2 separate regions of the Mus musculus genome follow, and region 2 is linked to region 1. The links are chromatin contacts, called in public HiChIP or PLAC-seq maps. All regions are on one chromosome and are shown on one strand. The core of a region is the stretch at or near the end of the contact, and the rest is flanking DNA. Distances in the headings are between cores, read along the strand shown.

Region 1 (6,258 bases), core at 2,709-5,208:
GAGGGCCCAAGGCTCCGCATCACTGGAGACCCCCTCACAGCATGTGGACTGGAAGGAACATTTTATCCCAATCAAATCAAAGCAAAGTGGGAAGAGTCTCTACAAGCATTCTCCCCTCCTCACCTAGCTCTCCACCAATTGAGGAAAAGAAAAAGGGAAACAAAGCTGGATCCATTTTATTGAACTTTCTATCATAAATCTTTCTACCAGAAAATCCAGTCAGTTAAATACTAGATTTTAATTAAAAATGCATAGTTCCAGTAAATTCGTTGTGCTAAAAATTAGTTATTTGAATCATCTGAAGTAGACTAAAGAGCTGATAGGGCCTACCTAAGATTTTAAACCAACCCCTTCTCAGGAGGCTCACACCTCCTGGAATGAAGCTGTTGCCAGCCAGAGTCAGCCAAGAGCCCTCCAGCGCTCTTCCATCCCAGAGCACCTATGTTTGTTTACATGGTGATGATCTCAGAGGAAGGAGCAAGAGGGAGACAGCAGGAGCCGTGTATCCTGCATTTTCTATGTTTGCTGTGATCAAAAACCATTTCTATCCTGTCTTTTTATCCGCAGCTTTTCCCTTTGCATACTGGCCTCGCATGTCTCCACAGGATAGCAAGGGCCAGAATCCCCACAGCTTTAAGGCACTATTCCACTATATGCACAAGTTTCCTCTCTGTCCATTCATTCACATTCAAACTGCTTCTACTTCTAGCCTACTGTAAGCCAATCAATCTTTCCTTTTTCACCCAAACCCCAAACATTGTCCGCAGCTCTATCACCCCTCCTTCTGTCTTTAAAGCTCTCTTCCCTTCCCCACTTCCACCCTACCCCTTCACCTGAAGGGTGGTACCCTTGCAGTCAGTATTTCTCCTGGTTTTGTACCTCAACTTCTACTTTTCTAAAGATCATTCCTAGTCACACATTCCTCACTAAAAAACAACCCATGGCTGTGCTCTCTAATCCCAATACTCAGGAGGCTGAGGCAGGGGGATCATGAGTTCAAGCCAACCTGGACTAGAGAACCTATCTCCGAAAGCAGGGAGACGAGGGTGTAGTGCAGTAGCAAAACCCTTGCCTAGCAGGCCCAGGCCCTAGACTTAGTGTCCAGCATGAGGAAAGAAGAGAAGGGGACAGAGGCAGAGGGGAGGAAAGAAGGAGCCCGAACATATAAGCAATACCCAGGATTAACTCCCAAGAGCTCCACCAGGGAGGGAGAGACCAGGGAGGGAGAGAGGAAGGGATGAAAAAGAAAAGAATTTCCTTTGACAAACCCTTCCCAAGTTCCCAGTACAACCTCACCACAGCCTGAGCAACTGTTTCCTTCCTATACACCAACCATCTTGCCAACCTTTGAGCTTACACACAACCCACCCTTCCCAAGAAGACTCTTGTCTGCCTTGAGGGCACTGCAATTGCTGAGCTGAGTACAGTCCACTCACAGAGACACACTTTTTGTTCCTTTGCTTGTTTGTTTGTTTTTGTTTTTGTTTTTCGAGACAGGGTTTCTCTGTGTAGCCCTGGCTGTCCTGGAACTCACTCTGTAGACCAAGCTGGCCTCGAACTCAGAAATCCTCCTGCCTCTGCCTCCCAAGTGCTGGCACTAAAAGCATGCACCACCACACCCAGCTCAGAGACAGACTTTTAGCCAGGTTTGGTGGCACATGCCTTCAGTTCCAACACTCAGGAGGAAAAAAGGCAGGCAGGCTGTTCTACATAGAATTCCATGTCAGACAGAACCCTATTCCAAAAACCAAATACACAGCTTCAGAAAAATACAAAAACAAAAAGTATTTGGACAATTTCCTTGAGCCAACAGCATGCCTCAAAGTTACAAGGTGCAGAGACATGCACACACACACACACACACACACACACACACACAACACTTTGGAGGCAAAGAAACAAAAAAAATGTATTTGATAATTCTTATGTAATTCTTTATATTGTTCACTCTTGTTGATACTTCCTTCTGAATGTTTGCTTAAATCAAGGAGTCTCAGCGTGGGCTTGGGTCACAGTAAGGTAGACCTGGTAGTGAGCACTGCCACAGGTAAAACACAAGCAAGTTCCCGACTGGTGTGGGCTGCCTGCCTTACTACCTGAGCACTCACTAGTCAGCACCAGCTTATTATCGTGTCAAGGCTCTGAGGTAGCACTCTTAGTACATTCAGGCCTGGATTTAATCTTTTGTTCCAGACAGGGAGAGAAGAGGGGAGGGAGACAAAGAAGAGAGGAGTGAATGGAAAGAAATGGAAGTGGTCCCTGAAAACTTGGCTGTGCTATGAGAAACCAGCAAGGTCATGCACCCTATCCCCGCCACCCTATCCCCGCCACACTATTCACATGTCATGGAGCTCCTTGTGCCCTCCTGACCACTCACTAGTTCTCATCTTAAACAGTCAGCAATTCTTACCATGGCATTTAGCTGAGAGTTGCTTGCCTGCGTGATGCCAAGAATGTTGGTAGTGTGCATCACTTCAACTGAAAAACTTGGCAGCCAGCTTGCAATCCGGGACCCTAAGACAAATCAGAGTCCAACACAAGAATTAGTGCCCTGGTCCCTGCCCCAGTGTCATCTGTTTCCAGGCACTCTACCAAGTGCCTGAGGGCTTTCTTTATGCTTTCCTTTTTTGCCAAGTGTTTTCTCCAGATTAGTTTATTCTGTCCTCACCAAAACCTACACGTGCTTTCCACTCCCCTGAGAGATGTGACTCTGGCCCCAACCTTGGTCTTTGGTCCCTGAGGCACTGAGAAGTTAGGGAAACACATCCAAGACCACACAGGTTAATGACGTGGCAGAACGTGAGGCCAGACAGCCATTCCACCTGCAATCCCTTCTCTCGTCAAGGGTTCCCATGACTCCGAAACTGCTCTAGCAGCTCAGGTCCACTCCTCTGCTACAACCAGCACAAATTACTCCTCATGTGGATGAGCCATTTCCATCATTACCTTCATGAAGTACTTTCTGCTTAATATAACTTAACCTTGGTCTGGGCATTGTGCTGAATGCCTTGTTTTAAATAGGTATAGGGGTGTTCTCTTACCCATTCAAGAGAGGTACACACCTCCATTCCCTAATATACACCTTTACTCTGATCATTTGGGAGACAGAGGCAGAAGGATCTCTGTGAATTCAAGGTCAGCCTGGTCAACATAGTGAACCCCAAGCCAGCAAGGGCTACACAATGAAACAGTGCCTTGCGGAATGGGGGGTTGGTTACCTTAGTTTTCAGATTATAAATTCTTTTTCAAAGCGTTCTCCAACATAGGTTTGTGGAGTGATGTAATCATTAGCAGGTGTCGTTTCTATTGTTTTAGGATCACAATTCAAAGCCATCATGTGCCAACTACAAAACATTCAGATCAAGCTTCAGAGCTTCATGTGTGGGGTTGTATTGCTTTACGACCAAGCTGCAGCATGCGATACAAGGGATCTTGCCAAAACAAGGGACAAAGTGATGGGATATATATATATATCTCCATCTCCAAGATCTGCCAACACATTTCAGAAGCTGTACCTAGTAAGCAAGTCTGGTGGTGCAGGTCTGTAATCCCAGCTTCTTGGGAGGTACAGACAAGAGAATTAACAAGTGAAAAGCCAGCCTGAGAAACATCATGAGACCCTGTCTCAAAGAGAAATCAGAAAATGGCTGGAACTACATGGCTCAGAGGTAAGGGGCTGGACTAGCACGCTGAGGCCCACATGGAAGAGTTCAGCACTGAGCGAGAACAAGCTTGTGCTTGGCTCTTAGGAATCGCTGTCTGTCTGGAAGCTTTACCTGTCAAATAAAGCTGACTGGCTGGCTGTAGCTGAGGCAGGAAATTCCATGGGAAGCAAGGATTCTGGGACAGAGCCAGATGTGAAGGATTTGCCCCAGGAACATGGAGAAGGGCAGAAGCATGGGAGAGGAACAAAGGTAACCAGCCACATGGTACAACTAGAATAGAATAATGGGATGACTACTCTATGAGTCAGCTGGGAACAGTCAAAGCTTGCGGCCAAGGTGTCTGTAAATACCGTTTGAGTCTCAGGAGCTCGGGGCTGTGGGGAAAAACCCCACTTTTACACTTGGGATGGTTCTCTTTATGAGTCACCATGTAACCCCAACTGGTCTGGAACTCTCTATGTAGACCAGGTTGGCCTGAAACTCACAGAGATCCGCCTGCCTCTGCCCCTGCCTCTGCCTCCCATGTGCTGGGACTAAAGGTCTGTGCTCTACTCCCTTTGTTAATAACAGAACCAAAACAGCTCCTTGAAGCTCCTTCAGACGCTGGCCTCTTCTCCCCTTGAGCCTTTCAGGACTGTACCAATACTCTTACGATATTTCACCCTGAGATTAACTTAAATCAGAGTCTGAACAGCACCTCTCCTAAGAAAATTCCAGAGCAGGAATTCATCAACCCATGGCACTGGAATTGATGGGCTCAGTATCCACTGGGAGGCGTGACTCCAGGAGAGATAGATAATCAGCCCCTATAAATACCCATGACTTTAGAATCCAAGCTGCAGGACTAGCCATGCTTTATGAAGAAAGCAACAGGGCTCCCTTCAGATTCCACCTATGTCCTCCCTGAGAGGACAACTCAAGGAACCTTCATCATAAGTTTACATAACACACCAATACAACCAACTTTTAGCAAAGGCTAACTATTGAACTAGTTATGTGGGTTCCTTAAAGACACACTAATTCAGTTTCACTACTTCCACCTCCCCACCTCACCCTCCACCTCCTTTGTTTTTCAAGACAAGGTCTCTGTGTAGCCCTGGCTGCCCTGAAAATCATTCTGTAGACAGGCTGGCCTCTGCCTCCTGAGTGCTGGGATTAAAGCCATGCACCACTGACCGTCTCACCCCACTTATTAATGACACAGAATAACCCCTCAGTTCCACCTACTCATCCGTCCACCCTGAACACTTCTGAAACTGAGGCATAAGGCAGACACGGTGGCTACAAACCTGTAAACATAACTCTAGAGAAACTAAGGCACAACAACCCTAGGTTCAAGGCCAGTCTGTGATACACAGAAAAAACAAAAACAAAACAAAACAAAAAAACCTGTATTAAAACTAAATAAAGGAAGTTAAAATGTAATACAAGGCTGGCAAGATAACCCATCAAGTGAAGGTTCTTATCTAAACCTGATAAGCCAGTTAGTCCCCAGGATCCGTAACACAAGAATAGAACCAATGTTCACAAATTGCCCTCTGACCTCCACAGGGATACCATGTAGTATACATATACATGCACTACAAACATAACCACACAGAATAAATGAATTTAGTAAAGGACAGTAAAAAAATTTTAAGTACTAGTAAACTTGTCTATACAGGGCAGTTTACAAATCCTAACAGTATCACTTTAGCAGAAAGCCACACGGATAGCTGTAGAAGTTGGAGCCACTTTACCATCGAAGTGGAAGAAGTGATTGTGCTGGTTCAAGCGAGGCCTGCCTTCGGCAGCTGCTACAGGAACCAAGTTCTCGTCCAGGTTCTCTCCTTGATGGTCTTCCCTGGCACGACTGCCATCAGCAATATTAAGAGACATTCTGCATGTTGGACAAGAGGTGTCTTGTTCTAGCCAAGAACGAAGGCAGGAGCTATCAAAGAGTTCAAAGGAAGAGATAGAACATATTCAATTCTCTTCAGCATATTTTGTGAGAAATCACCAGAATTACTGTTTTTCTCATTTCGCTTTACTTGTATTTACCAGTAACCAGATGTAAATGCTGACAAATACTTGTGGCCACCACCTCTACTGCAGACATCTACCATCCTCTGGCTATGGTCCCTCCTCCACCACTTCATGGCCTGGCTTCTCACCTCCAGCTCCATTCGGCTACTGCAGAGCCCATGTGGCTCACTCAGCCAGCATTCAGCCTCTTCCACCCTGGACTGCTTTACTCCAACGATCTTCCTATTTACTACACAGCTACCGACCAATATGGCTATAACCATGGCCTTTTCTTCAAAACACTGGCTCTGTAGAGCTCATTCACTCCTCTCTATCCAGCACCTCACTTAAAATTCTTCAGTGGTCCCTGCCCATCCAGCAGCTCTCCAGCCCTGGCCGACATCTACCCCACTGGCAGACACACTCCTTCTTCCACCATGAATCCCACGCTGGCTTCTATCTGATTCCATCAACACACCAACTCTGCCCTCTGCTGGAGCTGCTCCTTGTGCCTCCCATTTTACACCCTCCTGACCTGCTCTGCCTTCAAAGATCTCACTCCTGCTAAAAGTCACTTCCTCCTAATCTG
Region 2 (6,258 bases), core at 1,947-4,446, 55 kb after region 1:
TTATTCAGGATAAAGTGCACACTGAAATGTTTTGTCACTACCTGGGAGCAAAGGGGAGAGAGAGGAGGGGATAGAAAAACCCCCAGAACTACATTTACAACCTACCAAAAACAAACAATAAAACCCACCAACCAACACACACACACAATCTGAGCACAGTAGTCCCAATATTGTGGAGATGAAGACAGATGTATTTCTGGGGTTCACTAGCCAGCCAATCAGCCTAGCTTACTCTGCAAGTTCAAGGATGGTGAGGGACTCTCGTCTCAAAAAAAAAAGTGGGAAGGGAGGGGCTGGAGAGATAGCATACGTAGGCACACCTGCAAACACTACAAAACTAGGCTGCTGAGATGCTCATGTGTAAAGCACCTGACATGCAAACTGCATCTGAGGTCCAATCTCCAGAACCCATGCAAAGCTGGCTGCAGTCGGAACACCTAAAAGCCCAGTGCTCCCAAAGCAAGCTGGAGGGCAGACAGAAAAATCCCCGGAAGCTTACGAGTCAGGTAACCTGGCGCAGATCAAAAGAGACCCTATTCTCAAACAAGGTGGACTGGCTCCTGAGATTGTCCTGACTTCCACACATGTGCTGTGACTCGCACAACATACATTCACAAATGCTGTGAACACACACACATATACCCCACATACACAACTATATATATCTGCATGAATGCATATAGCACACATGTGCAACATGCACACACACACAAACCAAACCAAAAAACCCTCTTGACGGTAATAGACAACTACATACTCTCTCTCCTCAGTTGTTCTTGAGAAGGGAAATCAAGGTAGCCAAAAGGAAAAGATTAATTCCAGAGGTCAAATTCTAAACATAAAGTAGCTCTAAAATAATAAAAACATGCCATTTTCAGGGGACTTTAAAGACTATCAACACTTTTGCGGTAGATCCAAAAATGAATCTTATACCAACAATATTAGGAAGAAGTTACTACACACAGTTTTATGTACTGTACAATGCATTACATGAGTTAACTTTTGGTTTCCCCAACCTACATTACAAAGAATTGAGACTAGCCACAACACATTTCTATTGCAAGGGCTATCTCCTACATCCCAGGATCTCAGCAGAACGAAATGTTCCAATTTCTAGCTGTGAAATCTGAGCAGCAGCCCACAAAGAGCATATTCTCCCCCACATCATACTGTAGGCATCTTAAAGCAGAGTGTGCATCTACACACCGGGCCATGTGCATGCACACAGTGGTACACTGGGACCCATCCAGTGTTTCCTGAATGGGAATGGACTGCAGAAACAAAAGATGTACTTGCTACTTAATGGGTAACCCCCTCAGGTGAACTCAAGTTCACAGCACAACAATTTTACTTCTCAACACTGCATTTACACAGGAAGCAAAAGTTACGTGCTCAACCTGCAAAACCGCCTGCTCAAAGTACATGGATTTCAACAACTCTCCCCAGTGGCTGCTGTCAACAGACACAGTAATCAAGGAGAGTTTAGAGAAGACCTATGGTGAAGTCATGCTTCCAATTTTTCACTTTTTTGAGGTGCTGGCGATAGAATCCAGGGCATTCCACACACGAGGCAAGCCCACTACCAGTTAGCAAACAACTCCTGTGCTCCTCCACTCTTTTTAAAGGAGCACTCGCCTCTCCCATTTTATGGGAATCTTATAAGCACTTAAGTGACAGAAAATTAAAGTGCTACTGTGAATTGTGGGACAAAAGTAAATTTGCACAGACACGACTGTCAACTATTTCCACATTTTATAAACCTTGCATTTCATTACCGAAGTTTGCGTGCCATTACTTGTTTTGTCAAAAACAATAGTAGTAGTTGTTCTTGAGAACAGTTCTCAAGAGCTCAACAAGTTTTCAACTTCATGTCACATTTAGTTTTAGGAGGAATGGTTTATTTACTTGAATATGAGAGATTTGTTTATTTATTTGAATATGAAAGGTGAGTCACTAAAATGACTTACACAAACCCCACTCTCAGCAATGTCTTGCACATTTTAAACAAATAACCAGTCTAAACTGGACACTTTTTTCCCATTAGAATCAGCTCCACACTAGGGAATGAGGTACCAAACATTATAAGCTATATCCCAATCTCAATTTCTTGCCACAACAAAATTTTGTTTGAGTGATCCCGAAATGCAATCATCTGCTTAAGACAAAGGTTTGTTGAAAACAAAACAGCCTGCAAACAGGCTGTCGGGACAACATGTAAGGTACCTCCGACCTCTGAAAGTACAACCAGACAACAGAGTGTGTCCTCGCAATTTTAGGTCTACTGGGAGTCTGCAATGATACTGTATGTTGGCACTTTGGTAGACAAGACATACAAATGCAAAAAGGTAGACCAAACAGCGCGAAAATTAATAAAATGTGGCCACTGGATGGAACACTACCCAACATTTAAAGGGGGAAAAAAAAAAACTAGGATGTCAGAGGTTAATCTGGAAAAGTTACTGTAAAAGAAATGTACACCCTACAAAACTGAGAATTGTTCAAATAAACACAAATACATGTGCGATGAAACAACCAGCAACGGATTGAAAGGATACACACATTATGAATTCAAAGCAAACGCAGGTTCTAACCATGGCTGAATGAAGGGAAAGGGGGAAACGAACCTCGCTTTTAAAATAGGAAAACTGCCAAGTCGGGGTCGAGAAACAGGTCTAGGAAAGAAAGCGCGCATCCCGGAAGGGACAACCCGCATCCGGCGTGAGGGAGGAGCGCGCACTGGGAGAGCATCAACGGCCGAGGCCGCGCCGCACTTACAGATTAATGGTGCGCTCCAGGGTGAGGGGCTTGGTCTGCTGGATGTACTTGTTGCCGAACTGGTTGACCCCCCGGGGCCAGCCCGTCTGCGAGCGATTGGGCGGCACCACAGACATGCTGAACAGCTCCGACGCCGGGGACGTGCAGAAAGCGGGGGCCCGGGGAGACGTCCGCGGGGCGGGCAGCGGTTATCTGCGTCCCGCTCAGCAGCCACCACCCGCCATTAACAGTCGAGAGCAAGAGGCGCGGAACACACGCCGGAAGTGAATACGCTCCGGAGGCAGGAAGTTGGGAGGCAGGCCACTGCGACCATTTGACCAATTGCTGGCGGCGTGACGCAATATGTTGATCTCCCATTGGTTATTTTTGTGGAGATCCCGCCTCCCTGTGCTTTACTGCCTTTCCATTGGGTAATGCTGGTGAAATAAGGAAAGAGGGTTTTCGGGAACTGTAGTTTCTGGAGGGAAGTAGCGTCCTGACTTCCTTGGCGTGGGTCTGTGCACCGTGAGAAGATGAACGGGAAGCGGCCGGCGGATCCTGGCCCAGCGCGGCCAATGAAGAAGGGAAAGAAGCAGGTATCGGCAGAGTTTTCGGACGCTGTCACTGAAGAAATCCTGAGGAAGCAGGTGGCTGAGGCCTGGAGCTGCCGGACACCGTTCAGCCATGGTAATGGGGTGCTGTAGGGAGGCGCGGCAGCAAGAGGTGTGGGGAGGATCGCAGCCACCTCCGACCCGGGCGCTGACTGCTGCTCGGTTCATTCCATATTCTGCTTGATTTGGCAAGCCTGGGGAGGAAAATAAATATAAGCTCCGGACACTATGGGGAAGTGGGAGACATGTAGCCTGGGGGTTGAATTCTAGAATCAGAGGTCACTCAGAATCCCTCTGCTGATTGTACGTCATTGGGCAATGCATATAACTTTGCTTAAGGGCCAGTTTCTTCGTTTATAAAACGGAATCGTTAATAGTATTCCCCCTCCGAAAGATGGGATTGACAAACTAATGTTTGTAGACATTCATAAACGTTTCCTTGAGAACCGGTAAATAGCTAGCAAGCGAGGGTCACTCTCCGCTGTTACGTGGACTGTCTAACCCACGCTGGTGTTGAAAGCTGCCAGAGAAGCAAGCACCTGGATTTACCAGTTTTCACGTACCTTGTCGTTGGCCTAAGTGACGCACAAAACCAACATAATCTTGAAAGGAACGATCATTCCAGACATAGCTACAAGTTATTACCTTATACAATGTGACTCTGGCTGGGTGCGTCTTGAATTTTCTCAGACTTGCCGATTGTCTGTTTCATTTGAGTGTTTAAACAGGGGAACCCCTGGGCGCTCAGGACGCAGGCAGAAGATGATTACATAAAATGCAGGCTCCGGCTGCCCAGAGACTTCTCAGTTTCTTTGTCTGTTGCAAAGGCGTAGTGACTATATCATCGATTCCTCAGTTGTAGAGAATATAAATGAAATAATGCTTATAAGGCACCACTGGGTCAAGATTGGTTGTTATTCATAATCTAGTGGAAGTGAAATCAGTTAGAGGTTAAAAACCACCTGTTTTTTTTTTTTTTGTTTTGTTTTGTTTTGTTTTGTTTTTAAACCCAGAAATTTAGGGAAAGAAAGGGTGGTATTAAAGAGAAATAGCCAGCCAGTTTTGCTACTCTTATTATTTGTTTTACTTCGCTCTGGAGAGAATGAGTTAAGAATCTAAAATGTGGGGCTGGAGAGATGGTTCAGTGTTTAAGAGCACTGACTGTTCTTACAGAGGTCCTGAGTTCAATTCCCAGTAACCTCATGGCTCACAACATCTGTAATGGGATCCGATGCCCTCTTCTGGTCTGTCTGTAGAGAGTGACGGTACACTCATGTACATAAAGCAAATAAATGAATAAGTCTTAAAAGAAAAAGAATCTAGAATGCATTTGATGCAAGAGTCAGTAAACTAAATAACTTAAAATAAAAACTAAGAGCTTCCATTGGCGTCGTCCCTTCCACTCATTAAAGCCTAACAGGGAAGCATAGTATCTGAGAACAGTAGTTTTGAATGAGCACAGTTCTTCATGAATTTTAGTCTTTAACGATTGGACTACCAGAACTTCATGATGGTCTCTTCTTGTATTCTATTATGCTGCTTGGTGGTCAGACATACAGAAGAGAGGAAAGACCAGGGTGCTATTTTCCTTCCAACAGAAGCTATTGCCTTGGACATGGATCCTTTCCTTCACTGTGTGATCCCAAACTTCATCCAAAGCCAAGACTTCTTGGAAGGACTTCACAAAGAGCTTTTGAGCCTGGACTTCCATGAAAAGTACAATGATTTATATAAGTTCCAACAGGTAATTTATTCTCATTGCATTCATTGGCTCTTCCTCCCCAGAAATCCCTTAGCTATAAAATCATCCACTAATCATGGCTACAGAGATAGCTTAGTGGTTAAGAGCACTTATCGCTCTTCCAGAAGCTCCAGTCAAGTTCCCACATCGACTTCAGGGGAATTCATGAATCCCTAAAATCACCCAGTGCGCACACCCTCAGGCAGATACACATGCATCCATGCAATTTATCTATTTATTAAGACTCAAGGCTCTAGATTAGGTTTGTTTTCATTCTTCACCTTGGCATTGTCAAACATTCCTTTAACATGACCTTACTGAGTGTTGACTGTGTATTAATTGCTGTGACGGTTATCAGGGAGATTTTTGACAAAGTTCTGCTCTCTACCATCTACAGTAATAAAGATGATAGTGACAGAGATGAAGAAGAAATGCTTTAAGCCTGTAAGTGAGTGGACCATAAACAACGGGATGACATATCCCTGCGCGGTGGCATGGTGGAGAGTCTTCTATTTCAGTATAATAGCCGTTCAAACTCTTGAGTTCATGTCTTGGCTTTTGTGACTTGACATACTGTAGTTACAATATTCTGTACTGCAATATATCTAGGAGGAAGAGAAAACTGTTTTCCTTTGGGCAGTAGCAGAGCTGTTTTGACCCGAACACTGTGAGTGCACTAAGCACATACTCTGCTGTTGCTTCACCTCCAATTTCCCATTCTTTTTTGGTGGACAGTAGAAGTTAACAAAAGGGATTATCTTGAAATCTAAGTTATTTTTTCCTACTCTTAGAAGGCAGCCCTGTCTAGCACAGAAGTACAAGTCGTTGGTTTCCCCAGTATGAAGCCATCTTTAACATGTGGATCATCGCTCTCTCATAAACTCTCTAGGCTTGTCAGGGTTGAAAAATTCAGAAAGGGGCTGCAGAGATGGCTGAGCAGGTAAGCATCCTGGCTGCTCTTTCAGGGGACCTGCATTCCAGTCACAGCACCTAAATGGTTGCCCCCACCCATCTATAACTCCAATCCCAGGGACTGGATATACATGAATATATACCCATACATGTAAAATAAAATTAAAATAAAATGAGGAAGCAGATGAAGAATTATCTCTGCTTTCTTTGCATTCCCCCTTGATTTTATCTGGAATAAGA

Evidence for each region. HiChIP or PLAC-seq counts read pairs in DNA pulled down with a chosen protein or histone mark.
Region 2: a CTCF HiChIP or PLAC-seq map of CD8 T cells shows a contact between it and region 1, with 10 read pairs. The contact joins the promoter of Ogfod1 here to the enhancer-like site in region 1. A contact is called at or near these places in 1 of 15 datasets of contacts at CTCF or cohesin (CD8 T cells), 7 of 484 Hi-C or Micro-C datasets (the MNK3 cell line, colon epithelium, granulocytes and 2 more), 10 of 115 datasets of contacts at active chromatin or transcription factors (the 230-238 cell line, CD8 T cells, the SCID.adh cell line and 5 more) and 3 of 9 other capture datasets (adipose tissue, liver and pancreatic islet).

Annotation. Positions count from the first base shown.
Region 1 is chr8:93,977,908-93,984,165 of GRCm38.p6, forward strand. Amfr (autocrine motility factor receptor) reads right to left here. Exons shown (of 14, transcript NM_011787.2): 9 at 5,405-5,595; 10 at 2,411-2,514. Among named protein-coding and RNA genes, the nearest start is that of Amfr, 32 kb to the right of the region's middle. Within about 2 kb of position 3,959, at least 44 of the 459 cell types and tissues checked have an H3K27ac peak or open chromatin away from gene starts, as enhancers often do. A contact at or near this core is called in CD8 T cells and pancreatic cancer cells, where this site is marked.
Region 2 is chr8:94,034,002-94,040,259 of GRCm38.p6, forward strand. Ogfod1 (2-oxoglutarate and iron-dependent oxygenase domain containing 1) reads left to right here and starts at 3,197. Exons shown (of 13, transcript NM_177767.4): 1 at 3,197-3,441; 2 at 4,964-5,109. The coding sequence starts at 3,288. It overlaps Nudt21 (nudix (nucleoside diphosphate linked moiety X)-type motif 21), which reads right to left and starts at 3,038. Exons shown (of 7, transcript NM_026623.3): 1 at 2,776-3,038. The coding sequence starts at 2,891.